3 separate regions of the Mus musculus genome follow, and all the other regions are linked to region 2. A link is a contact called in public ChIA-PET and Hi-C data. All regions are on one chromosome and are shown on one strand. The core of a region is the stretch at or near the end of the contact, and the rest is flanking DNA. Distances in the headings are between cores, read along the strand shown.

Region 1 (2,700 bases), core at 41-2,540, 190 kb after region 2:
CCAGCAACTGAGCTACATTCCCAGTTCCCAGTGCCCCATTCGTTTTTATTTGGACAGAATGTTATACCAAAAAAAAAAAAAAAAAAAAAAAAAAAAAAAGATGTCATTTTTTTAGTCACACCAGGCTCATTGAACGCTATTCGCAAACACCTAGCTCCACCTAGTGGCTACAGGAGGGTCGATTTTTCCCGAGAAAGCTCTTGAGGCTGGTCTGGGACCCTGCCTAAGTGAGGGTAGCTTTGGTAACTCCCTGGAAGCTGATTCGGAGCAGAACGCCTGCCTGAATCACTCCCTTGAAAAAGGTCCAAACACAGTTGTTGGGTTTAATGACCTGCGTTATTATGGGCTTTGGATTTTGTGTGTGTGCCAAGCCAAAGCATGAACAATACACAAACTCTTAAGGAAAAACACCGTGGCAGAGAGCAGGGCAGACAACATAAGCCCACTGTCTGTGAGGGCTGGTGGTTTCACTCGCATTTTTATTGCATTAATCAATTTGTATTGCAGAACATAGGAAGACTGTTCCCACAGTGAGTTTTGTTTACTGAGAAAGATTGGGAAAGTAACAGGGGAGCCCTAATTCCTCACACTGCAATTCAGCAAGCTCCTTTCCACATGAAACGCAAATGGGCTGCAACCCAGCGTGCAACTGCGCTCTCTCTCTCTCTCTCTCTCTCTCTCTCTCTCTCTCTCTCACACACACACACACACACACACACACACACACACACACACACACGAGAAAGGCCTTGGAGAACCACCCTAGTCACGTACTCCCTTCTCACCCCCCCCCCCAAGGAGCACCCAGACCTTGGTCTTAAAGACACATTCCCTTGGGGGCATCAGTCCCTGTAGTAGCGGTTCTGTCATTTTGGCTGCCATCACCAGAGATAGCCTCTGCTTCAAGGACTGCTCCCTCTTAGCCCAAACAAGCTGACTTCAGAGGCCAGGGCCAGCCAGTCCGTAGACTCAGTGCTCCCGTAGGCAAGCAGGTTGGGCTGAGCACTGACCGTGACCACATGTGCCATGGGCCCTTTGAGCACATTCTACTTGGGTGGGTGGCAGGTCATGACAAACTATTTTGCCCCAAGCATGGCTTATTCTTTTGCAATGCCCAAGCCCTATGTGTGGGTTAGAGCTTGGTGACTGTCCCTCAGTGGTGGGGGTAGGGATGGGGGCTGTAGCCCTAGGAAACAAGCTCACCTTGAAGCCCCGTGGCTCAGCCTCGCCTTCTATAGTTCAGGGCATAGCTGGCAGGGGGAAGCGGCTCGCATGTGATGGGATTGTGACCATATGTTGCTTTCAGTTTCAAAGCAGACTTTTAATAGCGGTTTCGTGTTACCTAGCTAAAAGTAGCTGTGAGCTTCTTGCCGCGTTCACACCTCTTCTCCCTTGTCCTGGATCATTTGTTCTGTGCTCCCTAAATTACCCATCCTTCTTGGGTTTAAGCATCAAAAAAAAAAAAAAAAAAAAAAAACCTCTTAGCTTCTAGCTTCTGCTGTTCACCAACACAGGTGCTATGTCAGCGGATCGCTCCCTCCACCCCACCCCAGTTCCCCCCACAGCCCTCCATCTTTCCCCACCTGTAAGCAGCGGTTCCCTGGCCAAGCTCCAAAGCACTTTCTTTTATCCCTTGATTGGGGTTTTATTTTAAAGAAGAAAGCCAAGCACATTTTTAACAGCCACAGCCAGATGGGGCTGAGCTCTTCCGAGGCAGCGAGGCAGCGCAGAGGTAATAAAACCCTGAGAGCTGGTGCGGCTAACCTAATGAGAGAGGCTGGGGCTTCCTGCCAGCTCCCAGTCCTGAAGAATACCTGTGGCCTCCGTGGAGGAGGCTCGTGACCTACGGCAGTGTTTTCCCATTTCTCTGTCCTCAAAGGCTGAAGTTAGTGCTGCGCTTTCCTAGCCCCAGGCTTTTCCACCCCTGCCTTGGACAGTTTTCACTCTGTGCTCCCGTAGTGACTTCTCCTACCTTAATAGACCTTGCTGCTGTACCTCATGGCTCTCCTTCCTTCCTTCCTTCCTTCCTTCCTTCCTTCCTTCCTTCCTTCCTTCCTTCCTTCCTTTTTTTCACTTTAATTGCATTTTATTTGTGTGTTTGTGTGAACACGTGGACACATATCACAGAACCCATGTGAAGGTCAAAGGACAACTTTCAGGAGTTAGTTCTCTTCTACCGTGTGGGTCTTGGAGATCAAATTCAGGCACACACACACGCACACACACACACACAAGCTAGTGAAACACCATCCATTCCCTCCTCTGCCCTTCTGCAATGGACTCCCATGTGTTAGACTGAGGGTGTCATGGGTTAGACTGAGAGTGTCCTCCCCTCCAGAAGAGATGTCATAGAGGCCACATTCTTCCCTTGGCCTGGCCCCTGGCTGCTAGTCACTGACAGGTGCCTTTCTTGCCATCTCTCAAGGGTGTTCTATTTCCATGGCTGCAGCTATAAGTCACCGACTTCCACTCAACCAGGCCAGGACGACCGAGGGCTCAGGGAGCACGTGCACAAGCCAGGGGCCACTAGGCTGGCAAGCTAGTCTAGCTAAGCCAGGACAGTGAGAGATCTCATATCGAGAGAGAGAGAGAGAGAGAGAGAGAGAGAGAGAGAGAGAGAGAGAGAGAGATGCAGGTAGGGAGCTGGTTAAAATGCCCTTAGCACAAGCAAACACGAAGAAAAGACTCTCTGGCAACTGG
Region 2 (2,700 bases), core at 140-2,639:
CCCGGATGTCTACTGGGCTCTTTCCTCACCTACTTTAAGTCTGAAGTCATTGTCACTGCCCTAAGAGCCTTCCTCCCTGCTTATATTGCAACCCTTCATTCCCAGACCCCACACCCACTGCTATTTTCTAGGTGTTTACTAACCGCCAGTCAGACATGTTTTGAACCAAGGACTTTATGCACTCTACCAACTGAGCTATACCCTACAGCATTTTCTTTTTCCTTCTGAGATGGTGTTAGGTAGACTGGCCTCCAATTCCTGGGCTTAAGTGATCTTTCTGCCTCAAAGGCTATAGGCACAAGGAGGACAGGTACACTCTCCCATACAGGCTAAACCATGAAATAACTTGTTTAATTATGACAGAACCTCTCAATGTGGCCAGTGCTGGCCCTGAACTCACTACTCAGCCCCCAAGGGGCTTTTACTGCTGGGATTGCCTTGAGGGACTCCTGTCTTTCTTCTTTATCTGCCTTATCTCCAGGGTCTACAGAGCTGTAGGCATTTTGATAAACTATCTGAAGAATGAATGAATGGAATGTCGCCCTGCCACTTAGGGCCTCCATTCTGTGACCACAGTGCCTGGAGCATCAGTCTGTTATTTCCCTTTCCCAGCAGCGTTCTCTCCAGGGCTCTCATCACCACTTGACACATAGTTGTTCTCTTTCTCCATTACAGACTAAAGGTTGCTTTAATCTCTAGGATTTGGGGGGAGGGAGCAAGGAAACATTTAAATAAATGCTGGATCAATTAATAAACAACTGTGTAAGAGAAAACATACTAGACTACATTAAAAATAGGAAAATACTCATTTTTGCTGTGCCAGGGATTGGATCCTGGGCCTGGTATGTGCTAGTCTAACACCCTACCACTGAACTGTATCTTAAACCCAACGTTTCATTTTCAAATCATATTACCAGGAAGGTGAAAAATTCAAAACATAAACCAAGCGCCATGGAGATGCTCAGTGTGGGTAAAAGTGCTTCATTCCAAATGTGAAGGCCAGAGTCTGGTCCCCTGTGCCCACATGATACTCCTGCAAGTTGTTCTCAGACAGGGACTGTGGCATATCTTTCCCTGACCCATACATATACGCACAGAAAAAAATAATCTTTTTTAAAAGACAGGATTTCACTAGGTAGTCCTGGCTGACCTGTAACTAAGTAGCTGTGGCTGGACTCGAACTCACAGAAATCCACCTGCCTCTGCCTCTGCCTCTGCCTCTGCCTCTGCCTCTGCCTCTGCCTCTGGAGTATTGGGATTAAAGGTGAACTGCCTTTCTGTATTTCTATAGTCCCATCTGGTGTTGCCAGCTTAAATTCAGGTCTCAGGAGGCCGATTTCCGGGGCGGTGCCATTGCCCCTTTAAGAGCGGAGCGTCCCGCCCTTCGGGGGGCGGACCTTGGATGGGGCTTTAAGGGGCGTGCCCTCGGGCGGCCGGGGTCCTCCGGGGATTAGCGCAGGGTGGGCTCGCGCCTTGCGCCGCCATTTCTCGGTGTCTCTGGAGACCCGTCCTCTCCTCTAGCCGGCTGGGCATCTCTCTCCGAGGGTCGCGCGTCCCAGTCGCAGTGGTCTCCGTCGCTTCACGGTGTTCACCCCCGAGTACAGGTAAGAGTTTGGCCTCGGGTGTCCAGTTGGCCCTGCTCACTGAGCCGAGGCTCTCGACCGTGCCGGGTGGGCGGCCCGGCTCCCCGGGCGACGCCGCGGGCTGGGAGGGGAGTGGCGGCGACGGCCAATGGGGCTGGGCGCTGAGTTTCGGGCGATACCGCGCGGTGGCCGCTGAGGGCCGGGCGCGTCGCCGGGGTCTCGCGCGTTGTTGGGGGGAAACTCTGGTCACCCCTGACCTCCCCGTAGCTGTGGGATTAGGGGAAGGTCGCCTCGAGTGTCACTTCGCCGGGATTGTGGGCAGACATCGGTGAGACAGGACGTGCCAGCTAGCTCCCGGTCGAGTGAAACTTGGGAAGCGTACGAGGCAGGTGCGTTCCCGGGAACCGCCAAGGCCGAGGGCGCTCCCCGCCCCCACGCGTGGCGCGCGTCCGGTAATGATGGGTTCTCCTGTGGGTAGAAGATAATTGTGTCCATCTCTGGTTACTGTAGTCTCCCGGGTTCTGCTTTAAGAGCGAGAAGGCTCCAGGCTCCGAAGTTGTTTAGCAATAGTTCAAAATTACTAGTAATGGTTTTTTTTTTTTCCCTTAAGAATTGGAGATAAGCCCACCAAGAAATTATGAATGTAATTCACAACTCCGCTCACCCCAGATGCACTGAGCTGAGGCACTGAGCACTGCTAACTGCAGTGGGTAACTTGTATGTGTCTAAATGAACACTTTGGGATCATTATTTTCTTTTTCTTCCCAACCCCCACTTCGTTCTTCTTCTAATTCTTTTTCTCTCTTTCTTCCTTTCCTTTCCTTCTTTTCTTTTCTTTTCTTTTCTTTCGATACTGGGAACCAAACCCGGGTTCTGGAACGCTAGGCTGAACTAAATCTAAATGCTCACACCTGTTTTTTTCTTTTCTTGTTGTTGTTGTTCTTGTTAGGATAACTTGTTTGGGCAGCGATGTGCGCAATGTTCCTGTGTTTAGTTTCTTAGTTACAGTTTCTTTTGCGGGAGTAACTGGGATGAAAGATACTGATAACTTTAGGACATTTTCTATAGTTTTCAATATTACTGTTTTTTTTTTTTTTTAAAAAATCACTAGCTTGGC
Region 3 (2,700 bases), core at 158-2,657, 170 kb after region 2:
TGACAATGATATCATCAAGAATTCTTCTTAGTGTTGGCCTTTCTTATCTGTAAAATGGGGCTATCTGCCCCTGTTGTTGAAAGCTTTAAAAAAAAGAAATTGAACTCAGAGCTATTAAGGCAGGAAGTGTTCCCAAGCATGATGGGACATGCTTGCAATTCCAACATTTGGAAAGTAGAGACAGGAGGTTCAAGACCAGCCTGAGCCACATCGTGTGACCCTGTTGAAGGAAGGAAGGAAGGAGTGGGTTGTTTGCATTCTTCAGTGTCTTCTCTGGGTGTAATAGCTCTAGACTCTTAGTGAATACAAAGCTGATTGCAAAGCATTCAGACGTAGTGATGTAGTCGGGGTGCCGACTGTACTCCTTAATTCTGACTGCTTCCCCCCAGTTTGTAGAAGACTATGAGCCCACCAAAGCTGACAGTTACAGAAAGAAGGTGGTTCTCGACGGAGAAGAGGTCCAGATAGACATCCTGGACACCGCTGGCCAGGAGGACTATGCGGCCATCCGTGACAACTACTTCCGAAGCGGAGAAGGCTTTCTGCTGGTGTTCTCCATCACAGAGCACGAGTCTTTCACAGCCACAGCCGAGTTCAGGTGTGCTTGACTGGGGAGAGCCTGGCCCTGACCCTCCTGCCCGGCGGCTGAGGGCGAGGGATCCGGGGTCGAGTGGCCTAGTGATGGCCGGGCTCTGATGAGGAAGAACTCTGCCGTAGGGTTCTCTGAATCTTGTTACACTTTGGTCTACTATTGTTTCTGTTTCTTTGGGCATCCATGTTTTAGGATTTCTGCACATACCTTTTTTAAAAGGTGGACTTATTTTTATTTATGTGTACTGGTGTTTTGCCTACTGTATGTCTGTGTACCAAGTGTGTGCAGTACATACAAGGGCCAAAGAGTTCTGAGCGTGCCAATAGACCCCAAAGTTGTCTGCAAGAGCAGCCAGTGTTCCCAACTCCAAATTCTGTTATAAAGAAATAGTGAGCATTGGGGGGTACTTCTTCTGTAGCTGGTTCTTCACCACACCACACAAGCTTTCCCACTTTCTTATATAATTGCAAATTTTTTCATCGACTCCCCTTAAGGACAGAATACCCTAGTTAGTCCGCTTATCAGAAAAGAAGTTACTGTGGTTTGTGGTTTCTGAGGCTACCAACCACGATCATGTGGCCTGTTGCTCTGGGCCCAGGGGTAGGGGGCATGCAGCATGGTGGGGGTTATGTTACTGAAGGCTTGTGTGGTACACGGCAGCTGGGGTGCAAAAGAGGGAGTCTAGAGTCCCAGTGTCCCTTCCCAGGGCACACCCCAGAGACCTATCTTCTTCCCACCAGGCCCTGCCTCCTAAAGGTCTCTAAAGAGCTGAAGGTTCTGGCTTGCTTTCTGCAGCTGCGGTGTGTGTATGGAGGAGACGCACAGCAGAGAACTCAGCGTGAGCTCTTGCGGCTGCAGATTTTTTTTGAGCATTCAGGAAGTTTCTATGTGGGTAACACTTTTGTGATCACAACTGTGTTTCCTCTTCATAATCTGATTTTGAGGCCATCCCGGAGATAAAACAGGATGTCTGTACACACTGCTTTCTTCTCTCCCTTGTGCCTGTATTGGAATTACTAAGCATTTTTGTGAGCTGTTGCTTTGGGTTTGATTGGATTTTTTTGTTTTGTTTGTTGTTTTAAGTAGTGTCTCATGAAGCCTTAAACTTACTATGTAGCTAAGATGACCATGAACTTCTGGTCTTCCTGTCTCCTGGGTTTACAGGCGTGTAGCACCATGCCTGCCTGTAGAGTGCTGAGAAGGAACCAGGGGTGGGGGGTGGGGAGGGGCTCTGTGTATACAGTGGGAGCACCCTGCCATCTGGGCCATGTCCCCGAGATTCACAGAGGGTTTCTTCCTGACTTCCCTCTCCCTTTCTCTTTGACCCCATAAATTGGGGGACTCCGTTGAGATGCAGACTCCTGACTTCCTATGCAGACATCTCTTTTGTAGGAGTATGGGGCAGAGAAATCCGTACCTGGGAGAGACCAGATGATCATAATGGACGAAAGCTAAGGGCCAGCCTGGAAAAGCCCCTGCTAGTAGACACCCATTTTGAAATCTCCCGATGGAATGATTTCTCTTGTTCTTTACCGAGGGCTTTAGATGCTCTGTAAACCCCGAGGCACCTGGCAGCTACTTGTAAAGCTGACTTCATATGCCAGCTTTTAAACAAAACAAAGCAACTTTATTTATTTGTGCGCTGTGCGTGCACCGGCATACATACCATAGTTCACGTGGAGGAAGGAGGACAACCTGCAGGAACCAGTTATCACCACTCACAGTGTAGATCAAACCCAGGTCCTCAGACTGCCTTGGAGGCAAGCACTCAGCCGCTGAGCCGTCCTGGTGCCTCTCCCGCCAGTTTTGGCTTTCTTAACCACACTGTTCTTGCCGCACCGTCCCTAGGGAACAGATTCTCCGAGTCAAGTCAGAGGAGGACAAGATCCCACTGCTGGTCGTGGGCAACAAGTCCGACCTGGAGGAGCGGAGGCAGGTGCCTGTGGACGAGGCCCGAGGCAAAGCGGAGGAGTGGGGTGTGCAGTACGTGGAGACATCTGCAAAGACCCGCGCCAATGTGGACAAGGTAGGACGAGTTCTGGAGGCTTCTCAGAATCTGGCTTTTGCTGTCTCAAGACACAGCCATCTCGTTTGCTTGGCTTTTAATT

Evidence for each region. A called contact is a pair of places that touch in the nucleus more often than the background predicts. ChIA-PET counts read pairs in DNA pulled down with a chosen protein or histone mark.
Region 1: an RNA polymerase II ChIA-PET map of memory CD8 T cells shows a contact between it and region 2, with 13 read pairs. The contact joins the enhancer-like site here to the promoter of Epb41l5 in region 2. A contact is called at or near these places in 3 of 484 Hi-C or Micro-C datasets (group 2 innate lymphoid cells, nephron progenitors and uterus), 3 of 115 datasets of contacts at active chromatin or transcription factors (extraembryonic endoderm stem cells, memory CD8 T cells and pancreatic cancer cells) and 2 of 9 other capture datasets (adipose tissue and liver).
Region 3: a contact with region 2 is called in a Hi-C map of the G1E-ER4 cell line, with 2.1 times the contacts expected there. The contact joins the enhancer-like site here to the promoter of Epb41l5 in region 2. A contact is called at or near these places in 2 of 39 promoter capture datasets (the HPC-7 cell line and HPC-7-derived erythroid cells), 12 of 484 Hi-C or Micro-C datasets (the AML12 cell line, the G1E-ER4 cell line, the P5424 cell line and 7 more), 3 of 115 datasets of contacts at active chromatin or transcription factors (bone marrow-derived dendritic cells, cardiomyocytes and extraembryonic endoderm stem cells) and 3 of 9 other capture datasets (adipose tissue, embryonic stem cells and liver).

What each region holds. Positions count from the first base shown.
Region 1 is chr1:119,455,896-119,458,595 of GRCm38.p6, reverse strand. No RefSeq gene overlaps it. Among named protein-coding and RNA genes, the nearest start is that of Gm46145, 3.4 kb to the right of the region's middle. Within about 2 kb of position 1,290, at least 59 of the 459 cell types and tissues checked have an H3K27ac peak or open chromatin away from gene starts, as enhancers often do. A contact at or near this core is called in adipose tissue, memory CD8 T cells and uterus, where this site is marked.
Region 2 is chr1:119,647,689-119,650,388 of GRCm38.p6, reverse strand. Epb41l5 (erythrocyte membrane protein band 4.1 like 5) reads left to right here and starts at 1,389. Exons shown (of 25, transcript NM_145506.4): 1 at 1,389-1,604.
Region 3 is chr1:119,475,813-119,478,512 of GRCm38.p6, reverse strand. Ralb (v-ral simian leukemia viral oncogene B) reads left to right here. Exons shown (of 5, transcript NM_022327.5): 3 at 390-598; 4 at 2,441-2,618. Among named protein-coding and RNA genes, the nearest start is that of Gm46145, 23 kb to the right of the region's middle. Within about 2 kb of position 1,407, at least 32 of the 459 cell types and tissues checked have an H3K27ac peak or open chromatin away from gene starts, as enhancers often do. A contact at or near this core is called in the G1E-ER4 cell line and the HPC-7 cell line, where this site is marked.